Regions from separate parts of the Sus scrofa genome. Here regions 2 and 3 are each linked to region 1. A link is a contact called in public Hi-C data. All regions are on one chromosome and are shown on one strand. The core of a region is the stretch at or near the end of the contact, and the rest is flanking DNA. Distances in the headings are between cores, read along the strand shown.

The links. A called contact is a pair of places that touch in the nucleus more often than the background predicts.
Region 2: a contact with region 1 is called in a Hi-C map of skeletal muscle, with 10 times the contacts expected there. The contact joins the enhancer-like site here to the promoter of SCAND1 in region 1. A contact is called at or near these places in 3 of 5 promoter capture datasets (fetal liver, fetal skeletal muscle and liver), 17 of 47 Hi-C or Micro-C datasets (alveolar macrophages, brain, embryonic fibroblasts and 8 more) and 2 of 2 datasets of contacts at active chromatin or transcription factors (alveolar macrophages and skeletal muscle).
Region 3: a contact with region 1 is called in a Hi-C map of skeletal muscle, with 5 times the contacts expected there. The contact joins the promoter of PHF20 here to the promoter of SCAND1 in region 1. A contact is called at or near these places in 2 of 47 Hi-C or Micro-C datasets (heart right ventricle and skeletal muscle) and 2 of 2 datasets of contacts at active chromatin or transcription factors (alveolar macrophages and skeletal muscle).

What each region holds. Positions count from the first base shown.
Region 1 is chr17:39,243,557-39,247,231 of Sscrofa11.1, forward strand. It overlaps SCAND1 (SCAN domain-containing protein 1), which reads right to left and starts at 2,072. Exons shown (of 1, transcript XM_003134419.4): 1 at 900-2,072. The coding sequence starts at 1,635. The coding sequence ends at 1,096. It overlaps CNBD2 (cyclic nucleotide-binding domain-containing protein 2), which reads left to right and starts at 1,819. Exons shown (of 13, transcript XM_021077743.1): 1 at 1,819-2,191. The coding sequence starts at 1,841.
Region 2 is chr17:39,457,346-39,461,020 of Sscrofa11.1, forward strand. EPB41L1 (band 4.1-like protein 1) reads left to right here. Exons shown (of 23, transcript XM_021078015.1): 15 at 2,476-2,658. Among named protein-coding and RNA genes, the nearest start is that of AAR2, 40 kb to the right of the region's middle. Within about 2 kb of position 1,631, at least 3 of the 83 cell types and tissues checked have an H3K27ac peak or open chromatin away from gene starts, as enhancers often do. A contact at or near this core is called in skeletal muscle, where this site is marked.
Region 3 is chr17:39,090,863-39,094,537 of Sscrofa11.1, forward strand. PHF20 (PHD finger protein 20) reads left to right here and starts at 1,934. Exons shown (of 18, transcript XM_021078131.1): 1 at 1,934-2,066.

The DNA.
Region 1 (3,675 bases), core at 822-3,321:
CAGCGGAAACGAATCTGACTAGTATCCATGAAGATGCAGGTTTGATCCCTGGCCTCTCTCAGTGGGTCGAGAATCTGGAGAGCTCAGGTGTAGGTCACAGACATGGCTCAGATCATGATAGGGATAGAGTAGGCCTGGGTGGTTGTAGAAGTCCCAGTAGGGAAAGAAGGAAACCTGGGGGACGTTGGGAGAAAGCCATCAGAACAAGGCTTGCTGGTTAGACGGGTGGAGGTGCGAGAATTGCCTCAGGTCCTCAGGTGGGGGATGCGCAGAGGCCTGCATTCAGATTCAGATCAAGAGCAAGAGTTTGAGGACCGCCCTTCAGCTGATTTGAATACACACCTTATCAGATACTAAGGAGGAGCTACTTCTCCCAGGAAGGAAGAGGCGGGCCTTTCCAATCCCACTTTCCATGGATGATAAAACTGGCCCACAGTATCCTCCAGGGTGAAGCTTGCTCACCTGCCCGCTTGCTTCTCTCACAAGCGTCCTATCCTAATAAATCTGTTTCTTGCCTATTAAAAAAAAAAAAAATAGCCTGATGAATTGGGCCTTTGGGGAAGCCAGTGCCCAAAGGGCAGGCAGGTGGGACAAGTAGTTTGGCAGTATTGATACAGCAATGGCCACTTAAACGAGTATTTAGTAGAGCTAACAATTTGTCTGCACCATCCCACAGTCATAAGGTAAGACTATAACCATCATCTACCCTCTTAGGTAGGAAAACAAGCTCAAATTCCAGCTAGTGAGAGGGTAGAGCGAATACGGAACCCAGGCTGCTGGACCCACATTACCAAACAAAGGAAACCCAAGTGGGGTCCTAGGGAACGCGCAGGAGAAAATTTCCCAGATGTGGAGGCCCAAGCCTAGCCAACCCAATGATTCCACAAAACCTACGAAGGTCAAGTGAATAAGAAAGGCTTTATTCTCATGAGCTCCCAACTTGATTTCGCCACCAGTCAGAAAGGTTGGAAATAGGCTCGGGGAAATAAACATTGCAAAGGACGACCGAAAAGGACACTCGAGACTGCAGGAACAGCCAAAACTCGTTTTTCATTAACGCAGAATGGAGAGCCGGGCCGCCGGCAGCCCGGCTGCTCAGCCTGTAATGCGTACGTCTGTGCGGCGGCGAAGCCGCCGGGCCCGCGCCGCCTCGGGCAGGATGGCGAGCAGCTGCTCTTGCACCAGCATCTCCACGATCTGCTCCTTCGTGCGGATGTCGGGCCGCAGCCACTGGCGGGAAAGCTCCCGCAGCTGCCGGAACGCTTCCCGCGGGCCTGCCGCGTCTTGGTAGCGGAACTGCCGGAATCGCTGGCGGAACGTCTCTGGGCCGGGCCGGGAACCGCCAGGGCCTGGGGGTGAGCGCGGAGCTGCTTCGGCAAACGACGCGGAGCCCAGGGCTGCGGGCCCGAGGGGCAGCTCCAGGGAGGCGGAGGCGGCCGAGTGAGGCGTAGGATTCTCTTCGGCGACCTCGGCCTTGGGGCTGGAGGGCTTGGGGGCAGGCGGTGGGGCCTCAGGAGTCGAGAAGGAGTCCGCAGAGTCACGCTCCGGGCCTGAGCTCGGGCCGGCCCCTTCTTCTTTCCCCAACGGCAGCGCGAGACTCCCGGTAGCCGCCAAGCTCAGCTCGGTGGCCGCCATAACTCCGCTACGGACGTCACTCTTTGTCCCGCAGCTGAGGGCGCGGCACTACGTCTGCGCGGGGGCTGGGTAAGGAGGGAGACGTTTCCGCTAGAGGGCGGAGTCCGCGAGACCCTGAGGGAGGCGGGCGGGGGGCGCCGTGAGCTTACCAGCGCCGGCGAAGCGGCTGGGGCGGCCGGAAGTGGTCGTCCCCGCTGGCTTCTCTATGATGACCTCGGTGCGCGAGCGCCCGGAAGCCGAGTCTGGGCTCGAGGACGCGGCGCCCCCTCGCGTTCGCGAGTCCCGCCAGGAGGCGGCGGCCACAGCAGGGCACCCGGCTAATCTAAGCGTGCAATGGTCAGTTCGGGATGGTGGCGCCTCCGAGCACCAGTTCGAGGAGAAGGAGGAGGCGGGGAAGGAACCCGAGGAGGTGTCGGAGGATGACTCTGAGGAGGAGAACTCTGAGGAGGAGTTGGAGGAGGAGTCGGGGGAGGAGCCGGTGCCGGAACGCCTACTCAGGCCCAAGGAGGAGGGGCCCAAAAGGGTCATCATGCGACTTGGTGGCTTCGGCCGGCAGGTGACCTGCGCCGCCCCTGCCTCTGCATGCGCACCTTTTTACCCGACCCTAATTGGGATGAAGGCGAGCCAGAGCTCGCGGGGTCTGGGGCCCAGCAGGTGGCAGAGAAGGGACGGCGGGATGACTGTCAGGCATTAGGGGGAGGGCCCAACTCGGGAAAGTTCTTTCGCTCAGTCGAAAGAGGGCAGTACACCTGCCTGGTAGAGGGAGTGACACAGATAACGTGTGTAAGATCCTCAGCACACAGAGTAAAACTTGCCCTTCTCATGGCACAAAGTAAATGCTGAAGAACTTTTTTTTTTTTTTTTTTTTTTTGCGTGTCCTCTGGAATCAAGGGACAGGTGGCGCTGTAGGTTTTGCTTTTAATTTTAGGATTACTAAATAGACTAAATGTGTACTGCCATATAGTGGTCACTAGGTATGTATGCTTACCTCGTTAGTTCTTGAAATGTGGCTAGTCAGAAAGGGAATGTCCTGTAACGTGACATATATACAGGACTTGGTATGAAAAAGATAAAGTGTCGCCGTAATTTTTTCTGTTGTTACATGTTGGATTGATAATATTTTGCATATATTGAGTCAAATAAAATATATAATTCAGGATTTCCTGTCGTGGCTCAGTGGTTAATGAATCCACCTAGCATCCATGAGGACACAGGTTCGATCCCTGGCCTTGCTCAATGGATTAAGGATCCTGCATTGCTGTGAGCTGTGGTGTAGGTTGCAGATGCCGCTGGGATCCTGTGTGGCTGTGGCTGTGGCTTAGGCCAGTAGCTACAGTTCCGATTCGACCCCTAGTCTGGAAACCTCCATATGCCATGGGTACTAAATATATATATATATGTATATAAATGTCAAATTTCATGTGTGTCATTTTACTTTTTAAATGTGACCTACTAGAAAACTATTTTTTATGGGGGGGGGCGCACCTACAGCATATGGAAGTTCCTAGGCTAGGGGTGGAATCTGAGCTGCAGTGCCAGCCTAAGCCACAGCCACAGCAATGCCAGATCCCAAGCTGCCTATGTGGCCTACACCAGATCCTTAACCCACTGAATGAGACCAGGGATGGAACCTGCATCATCACAGATACTAGTTGGGTTCTTAACCCACTGAGGCACAACGGGAAATCCAAAAACTTTAAATTATATATATGGCTTCCATTACATATATGTTGAAAAGTAAAACTGTGCTACCCTGTTGGAATTAGGCTGCCTTGGTGGAATCCCAATCTATTTGCCATAGGCCAGAGTTGTTGAGAGGATTAAATAGTAAAGACTTTGGAAAGAAAGGGCTGTTTAAATATTTGTCTTCATTAAACTGCTGTTTCTGAGTTTTCTTGTCTGTACATTTTGGATGTAATAGAACTTATGTCATTAGTAGTTATGAAAAGTCAGTGAGATGATGCATGCTTTGTATCCCCATTTCACAGACAGGGAAACTAAGGAACGAGACGGGTCCCTTATGAAAGCTTTTTATGACAC
Region 2 (3,675 bases), core at 381-2,880, 210 kb after region 1:
GGGCTATCTGCTGGACCAGGCCAGTCGCGGTATCTCTAATCCATTTGCTCTACTGACCCTGCTGGTTCCTTTTCCTTCTCCCACGTCCCGCTAGCCGGAGCAGGAAACCACGCCGAGACACAAGCAGGAGGTACTGCATGGGGCCTGTCCCCTCTCACCCAGCCATTCATTCCCAGCTCTCTGTCACCGGCCCACCCTCCATCCCAGGCTCATATCCCGGCACCATCTCAGCTTGAGCTTCTCCTCCTCTCCCGGTCATACTCCTGCCCCACCCACCCACACCTGCCATCACCCCCTCCCCGTCTTAAGCTCATCCATAGACCCCCACCCCCAACCATGTTCCCCTCTCTTCCCTCCCCTCCTTCCCTCTTCCCAGCATCATATTCCACCTCTCCAGACTACCCCATGCTTGCTTTCCACCTGCTGACCCTGCCACCTGTGTCCCTCAGTTCTTCCAGGCCATTCCATCCTTTCATTGAACTCATCTCCACCCCCATGCCCCCAACCCTTCCTTGGACTCCTCTCCTCCCCACACCACCATCTGGTCATGCCTCCACCTCATCTGTGTCACCTGCGTCCCACCCCAAGCTTCATTTTGTATCTCTTGCAACCAGATGTGGGAGTGGGGGGTGGGGGGAGGGAGGAGCCTCAGAGCACCTCTGACCTCTCAGACCCCGGGGGCACCTCCCACAGGTAGGGCCTCTGCTGCTCCAGCATCGTCAGGAAAGCCTCCTCTTTCCTCCTTCTCCTCCTGTCCCTCCTCCCATTTGATGCTTCTGTCAGCTGATTCCTGCTGTGTTAACCACTCCTTCCCTTTCACAGTCTCCACGTCTCTCCTTTGAACCTTAACTGCAGTTTCCCTGTTCTTAGGGAAGCGTTGAGGGAAAGGCCAAAGGCTGGGCCATTAGCAGGGCCTGGCTTTTGGAGTCCCAAGATCTGGGTTTCCACCTCAGTTCTGCCACTGACTTTTTGAGGGTCTTGAGAAAGCCCCTCAGGCCCCAACCCCCCTGTCTGCACAGTGAGGCATTTGGACTAGATTTCCCTCAGGCCCTTAACCTTTAAGGATCCCAGGGTTCCACAACTCCCTTCAGCCTTCGGGCACACCATGTCCACAGAGCTAGCGCGGCAGGTTCGGGATAGAAGGTCCCTAGCCACATCTTGGGTCCACAGCAGCCCCAACCCCCCGCCCTGGGCAAACTCTCAGGTTTGATTTCTCAGACAGACATTTCCTGAGGCAGCCCTGCTCAGGAAGGGATGCAGAAGGTACAGACCGAGAGGGAAAGCAGAGCCTCAACGGCATCAGTTTCCTTCCTGAACTAACTCAGGAGTTAGTCATAGTGGATCCTTGGATGCCAGACATATGCCCAGGGCAAGATTCTAGCCTTGTCCAAGGGCAAGCTTGCCTTCCAGGTCGCTGTTCCAGAATCACTGATCTGACTTTATAATAAGCTGAGATGGTCCACTTCTTGTCCTAAATCCTCAAAACAGCATTGCTGATAAGGGTCCTTGGGCTACCAGCCCACCTGCCCTCCCCCCAGAAGTAGGCTGGCCACTGCCAGCTCCCATGCAAAGGCTGGTCCTCTCTTGACTGAGAGCAGATTGCTGTCTCATGCTGTACTGGCCAGAACTCAGGCTTGGCAGTTTAATGTGCACCTGTGACTCCAGCTGTCGCCCGCAGCGCAGTTCTTGGGCCTGGCCTTGGGAGTTACCTCTCTTCTTCCTGGTCTCTAATTCTCATCTTCCTGAACACTCCACAGAGTCCTAGGTTCTCTCTCTGGCTGTATCTCACACTGTCACCTTGAGCAGTTGGTACCTCCAAGGTATCTGGGAGATCCTGGGTGTTTGGGAAGGGTAGTGGCTCCCAGCCGAAGATGCTCAACGTAATCTCTCCTGGGTGCCTGGTGTGGAAGCAGGGCACATTTTTATGGATGTCCCTGGCTTTAGAAGGGCCCTACAGAAGCTGAGTGATGGCACATATTGGGCTAGGAGGGGCCTAGACTGAGGGTCCTGCTACTCACAGTCGTCCAAGTCTGGACCAGAGGTAGGGATCCAGGAAATGGGCCAGAGCAGCCTAGTGAACAGGATCAGTGAGCTCTCTCTGTGCCTTGGTTGTAACCAGAGAGACGTCACCTCTGAGACTTATGAAACTAGAGGGAACTCATCCAGACCTGTGCGATTTGGGTTGACTTAGATGTTCCGAGGCCAGGATTCAGGCCAGGGAGAAGTCTCATCTTAACCTTGTTAAACTTAAGTACTTTTTGCTCTTTTGTTTAATCTTGAGTGCTTTGTTCACCTGTTGGGGCTAATCATCCCTGCCCTGTTTAGCTTATGGGAAGGTGTGGGATAAGGCAGGGCCATGGATGGGAACCCATTTGCTGAGGAAGAGCAGTGTTGGGGACCATTACCAGCTTTACCACACCTTGCATCCTCCTCTCACTGCCGATTCCTCTGACTCTCCTCTCCATGCACCCCTAGTTCTTAGACAAGCCAGAGGACGTCTTGTTGAAGCACCAGGCCAGCATCAATGAGCTCAAGAGGACCTTGAAGGAACCCAACAGCAAACTGATCCACCGGGATCGAGACTGGGAGCGGGAACGCAGGCTGCCCTCCTCGCCTGCCTCCCCCTCCCCCAAGGGCACCCCTGAGAAAGCCAATGAGGTAGGTCTTACCTTGAACCACTCACCTGGGGCCTTGGGTAAAGACCATGGGGAAGGTTGCTATGTATTGATGTCCCCTTCCCCTCCCCACCTATATGCTTCCCCCCATTGCTGCCTAAGGTGGCGATGAGCGTAGGGTGGTGGGTTAAATCGAGGAAGTCAGACTCACTCAGTCTTGGAATCCTGAGCCCCAGAGACCACCTTAAAAGACTCAAAAGTCTCACCGTAGCCTGGTGTATCTGTCTTCTATCAGCAAGAGTGTATTGGGGCAGGAGTGCTGGTTAGAAATGCAGATTCTAGGGCTCAGACCTACTGAATCAGAATATTTGGGAGTTCCCGTCGTGGCGCAGTGGTTAACGAATCCGACTAGGAACCATGAGGTTGCGGGTTCGATCCCTGCCCTTGCTCAGTGGGTTAACGATCCGGCGTTGCCATGAGCTGTGGTGTAGGTTGCAGACACAGCTCGGATCCTGCGTTGCTGTGGCTCTGGTGTAGGCCAGTGGCTACAGCTCCGATTCGACCCCTAGCCTGGGAACCTCCATATGCTGCGGGAGCGGCCCAAGAAATAGCAAAAAGACCAAAAAAAAAAAAAGAATATTTGGAGGCAGAGCCCTGGGTTCAGTATTTTAAATAAGTGCCCCAGGCAATTCTTATGCACACTAGTAGTTAAGTCCAGTGATCAGACCATTTTGTGCCTATTGTACGAACACTGAAGGGGGAGCATTCCTTCCTGGAAGGATCCTCAGAGCCCACCAAAGGGGAACAGATCCTCTAGGAAAGTCAGAGCTGATCCTGTTGCTCTGGAAAAAGATCCCACATGATCCGCCTTTCAGAATGGAAAGCATGGGGTGTTTTCTCAATTGAAAAAGAGAAAGGTAGGATCTTGAAAATTCCTATATTTGTAATCCCAAGCGTTTATTTTTTAGCACTGCTAAATCTTGGCACTATTTACCCCCCATTTATACTTAGGTATTTTCTCTATAGTGCTGCTGATTACTGGTCTCAACCCTGTCTGAGG
Region 3 (3,675 bases), core at 684-3,183, 150 kb before region 1:
GGTGCAGCCCTAAAAAGATAAAAAAAAAAGAGAGAATGAAATAATGCCATTTGCAGCAACATGGATGGACCTAGAGATTATCATACTAAGTGAAGTAAGTCGAAAAGAGAAGGACAAATATTATATGATATTGCCGAAATGTGGAATCTAAAATATGACATAGGAGTTCCTGTTGCAGTGCAGCTGAAATGAATCCGACTAGTATCCATAAGGATGTGGGTTTGATCCCTGGCTTTGCTCAGTGGGTCAGGGATCCGGTGTTGCCATGAGCTGCAGTATAGGTCGAAGACCCAGCTTGGATCCCCTGGTGCTTTGGCTGTGGTGTAGGCTGGCAGCTGCAGTTGATTTGACCCCTAGCCTGGGAACTTCCATATGCCGTGGGTGTGGCCCTAAGAAGCAAAAAAAAAAAAAAAAAAGACACAAATGAAGTTATCTACAAAAAAGAAAGCCTCACAGACATAGAGAACAGATGGTAGTTGCCAAGAGAGAGGGATGGCAGGAGAGTCTGGGGTTAGCAGATGCATTATTATGTATAGAATGGATAAACAACAAAGTCCTATTGTATAGCACAGGGAACTATATTCAATATCCCATGGTAAACAATATGGGAAAGAATATAATAGAAGGTATAGGAGAATGTATGGGAGGTGGTGCAGCAGGTTAAGGATCCGCATTGCTGCAGCTGTGGCACAGGTTGCAGCTGTGGCAGAGGTTAGATCCCTGGCTGGGAACCCCCACATGCCAGCAGTTTTGGTCAAAAAAAAAAAAAAAACTATATATGCGTATCACTGAGTCACTTTGCTGTACAGTGGAAATTAATACAATATTGTAAATCAACTACTCTTTAATTAATACATTTTAAAAAAGAAAAAAAATGTGAATTAAAACCATAATGTGCTACCACTTCACACTCACTGGAATAGTTATAACAATAGAAAAACAGAAAAAAAAAAAAAGAAGACTTCACTGAGAAGATGACAAACAGATCTTTAAAGAGTCAGATTTGCCAAAAGCAACAGCCTCGTCAATGGCCTAGCACCTGGAAAGAGAATGGAACCAAAAAAATGGACAGCAGGTCATTGTGGCCAAAGGGTTAGCAGGGAGGAGAGTATTTGAAGGAGAGATTGGTTGTTTTAAGCAGGGGGAGTGACATGATTACATTTACATTTTAAGAAGTGCAATCTAGCGACCCAGTTTTTCCAATATAAAATAAAGTCGTTGTTGCCTTTCTAAAAAAAAACAAATGTTTAGCATTTCTCTTTAGGACTTCCCAAGTCTCATTGGGAAAGCATCTCAGACCCTTCTGAGGCTTCCTCCTTAATCCTTTGAGGCAGAATACAGCTCGTCTCCACACCAGCTATTGGAATCCTTTCCAAGAAGTTAATGAGGTAAAGTGGAGGAGAGATGAGGGCAAAAACCCTGAGGCAGGAACGAACCTGGCTTGTTTGGGGACCTGAAGGATGCTAAGATCTGAATGTGTGAGAATGCGAGAGAGGCACATTAGGCACAGACTCTGAAAAGCCTGATAGAATACAATGATGATTTAGATCTTAATCTGAAGAACAGTGAGTAATGAGTTTTGAGCAGGGGATGGCTGTGACTATAGCTGCGTTTTGAAAAGCTCCAGCTGAGTGTGAAGAATGGATTGGAAGGGGTAAGAGTAAGGAGATGGAGAAGATAATAACCACCATCCAGAAGAGAGTTTAAGGTGGACTAGAGTGGAATGTTGGCAGCGGGATGGAGAGAAGTAGGAGGCTTCGAGATGCATTTAGGAGGCAAAATTAACAGGCGAATCGGTACTTCGTGCTTCGGATCCGGGCGCAGGCCAGTTCCCGCGCGTCAGGGCCGTGGGTGTGACCCGCCAGGGCCGTCGCCACGGTGATAGGGACGGGGCGGGGCCAAGGGCGGGGCAGTTGAGGCGCTGCGTCACTCGGTGGTGGCGATGGTGCGTGTGTGTGGGGGGCGGGGGATACGCTGGGCGCGTCCCGGGGGTCACGTGGTGCGCAGCACGCAGAGCCCTTCTGTCGGTTGGTCCTGGAGCGGCGCAGCCGGAGCGGGGCTGTGAGGTGAGCTCGCGGCGAGGCGCGGCGAGGCGAAGCCGGCTGGCTGGGGCCGGGTCGGGTCGGGCCCGCGCCGCGCGCGCGCGCTTGCGCGCGCCGTGCGGGCAGGGACGGTGACGGACGCCACCGCTGCTCCGGTCCCCTGCCCGGCCCCGCTCCCCGCCTGGCCCAGCTTGCCCAGCCTGGAGGGAGGCCCAGGGACCGCTGTCGAGAGCGTGGCGGGCGTGCGAGCGGCACCCAATCCCCAGGGCTGCCCGCGAGAGTGACAGTGGCTGCGACCAATCAGCGCCGCCCGAGGGGGCTGAGCCGCGGGGTGCGGGCCCCGGGCGCGGAGCGGGCCGTGTTGGGGGTGGGGGGTAAGCGCTAGGGCTGGATCCTCAGCTCTGTGGCCCCGGAGGGCTCCACCACCAACCCCTGCTGTTTCCTTGTGCTTCGGGAACGCGTTTTCTTTTCTTGACTCTTTTATCGTATTCTGGGGAGCACACCCCTTCTCCAAGCCCTTGACTATGGGAGTGTCCCCTTTCTCTATAGTTTTGCAAAATGTGGTCGGTGCATCCCCTTTCTTAAGCTCTAGCCATGGAGTTTTATCTTAATTTGTAGAGCCTCCTCAACTGAGGATGTACCTCCTGACCCACGACCCCCTCAGTCTGGGAGGGCACTCCCATTTCGAGCCTCCAGTTGAATAAGCATTTCCTTTCAAATTTGGGGGTTCATCCCATTAGCGAGTCTAAAATCTGGAGCCCAGGAACCAGAGTTTTGGGAGTACTTATGTTCCCATAAATCCAAGGAAGAATCTCCTTTTCTAGGCCCAAAATCTGGTAACGTGCTTTCCAGAATTTCTTCATTGTAGGGGCTGCTTCCTCTCCTAACCCTTCAAATCTGGGCGTGCACTTCATTACCAGTCTCGAAAATGAGATTCAAATCCTGAAGTTTGGGAATACATATTTGTATTTATACAAGAGAATTCAGTGTTTTTTTTTTTTTTTCAGTCACTCTCTTCTTGGAGTTGCATCCTTTTTCATGAGTCCTCCAAATCAGACCACCTTATTTCCTGGGGGAGACTTACTTTCTTACGTTAAAGTGTGCTTGGTTCTAGTGCCCCCCAAATGTACAGCATGCACTCCTTCGGTTATGCAGGATGTAGGCACCTTTCTGATGCTTATTATATCCAGAGGGCACACCTTTTTTCTGAGTCCTCTTATTTCCAGGGGATGGTTTGTGGTTCTTAAGCTTTTCTGCCATCCAAGATATTTTCTGTCCTCAGTTTTCTTCCCTCTTTGGAACCACGTTTCCCTTTAGTTGGTCTCTCTGGTCAGTGCACCTATTTCCTCTTCCTTCCTTTGGTGAATGTATATGTTTTTTCAGCCCTACACTTTCTATGCTTCTGTGGCCTTTTTTTCTGAGCACACTTCCTATGTTCATACCTCTAAATTCCCCGCCCCCCCCCCCCCCCCCCCCGCACATTTTCTTTCTTGTGTCTTCTCTCTTATCTTTCTGCTAACAGGAACTCTTTCCTTTTGGCTTGCCCTATCCCTGGGGCATTTTTTTTCTGGTTTCTTTCTTCCTTTGGAAACTGTTCTGCTTGCTGGTAGCTCTACAGATTTTCCCCTTTCTT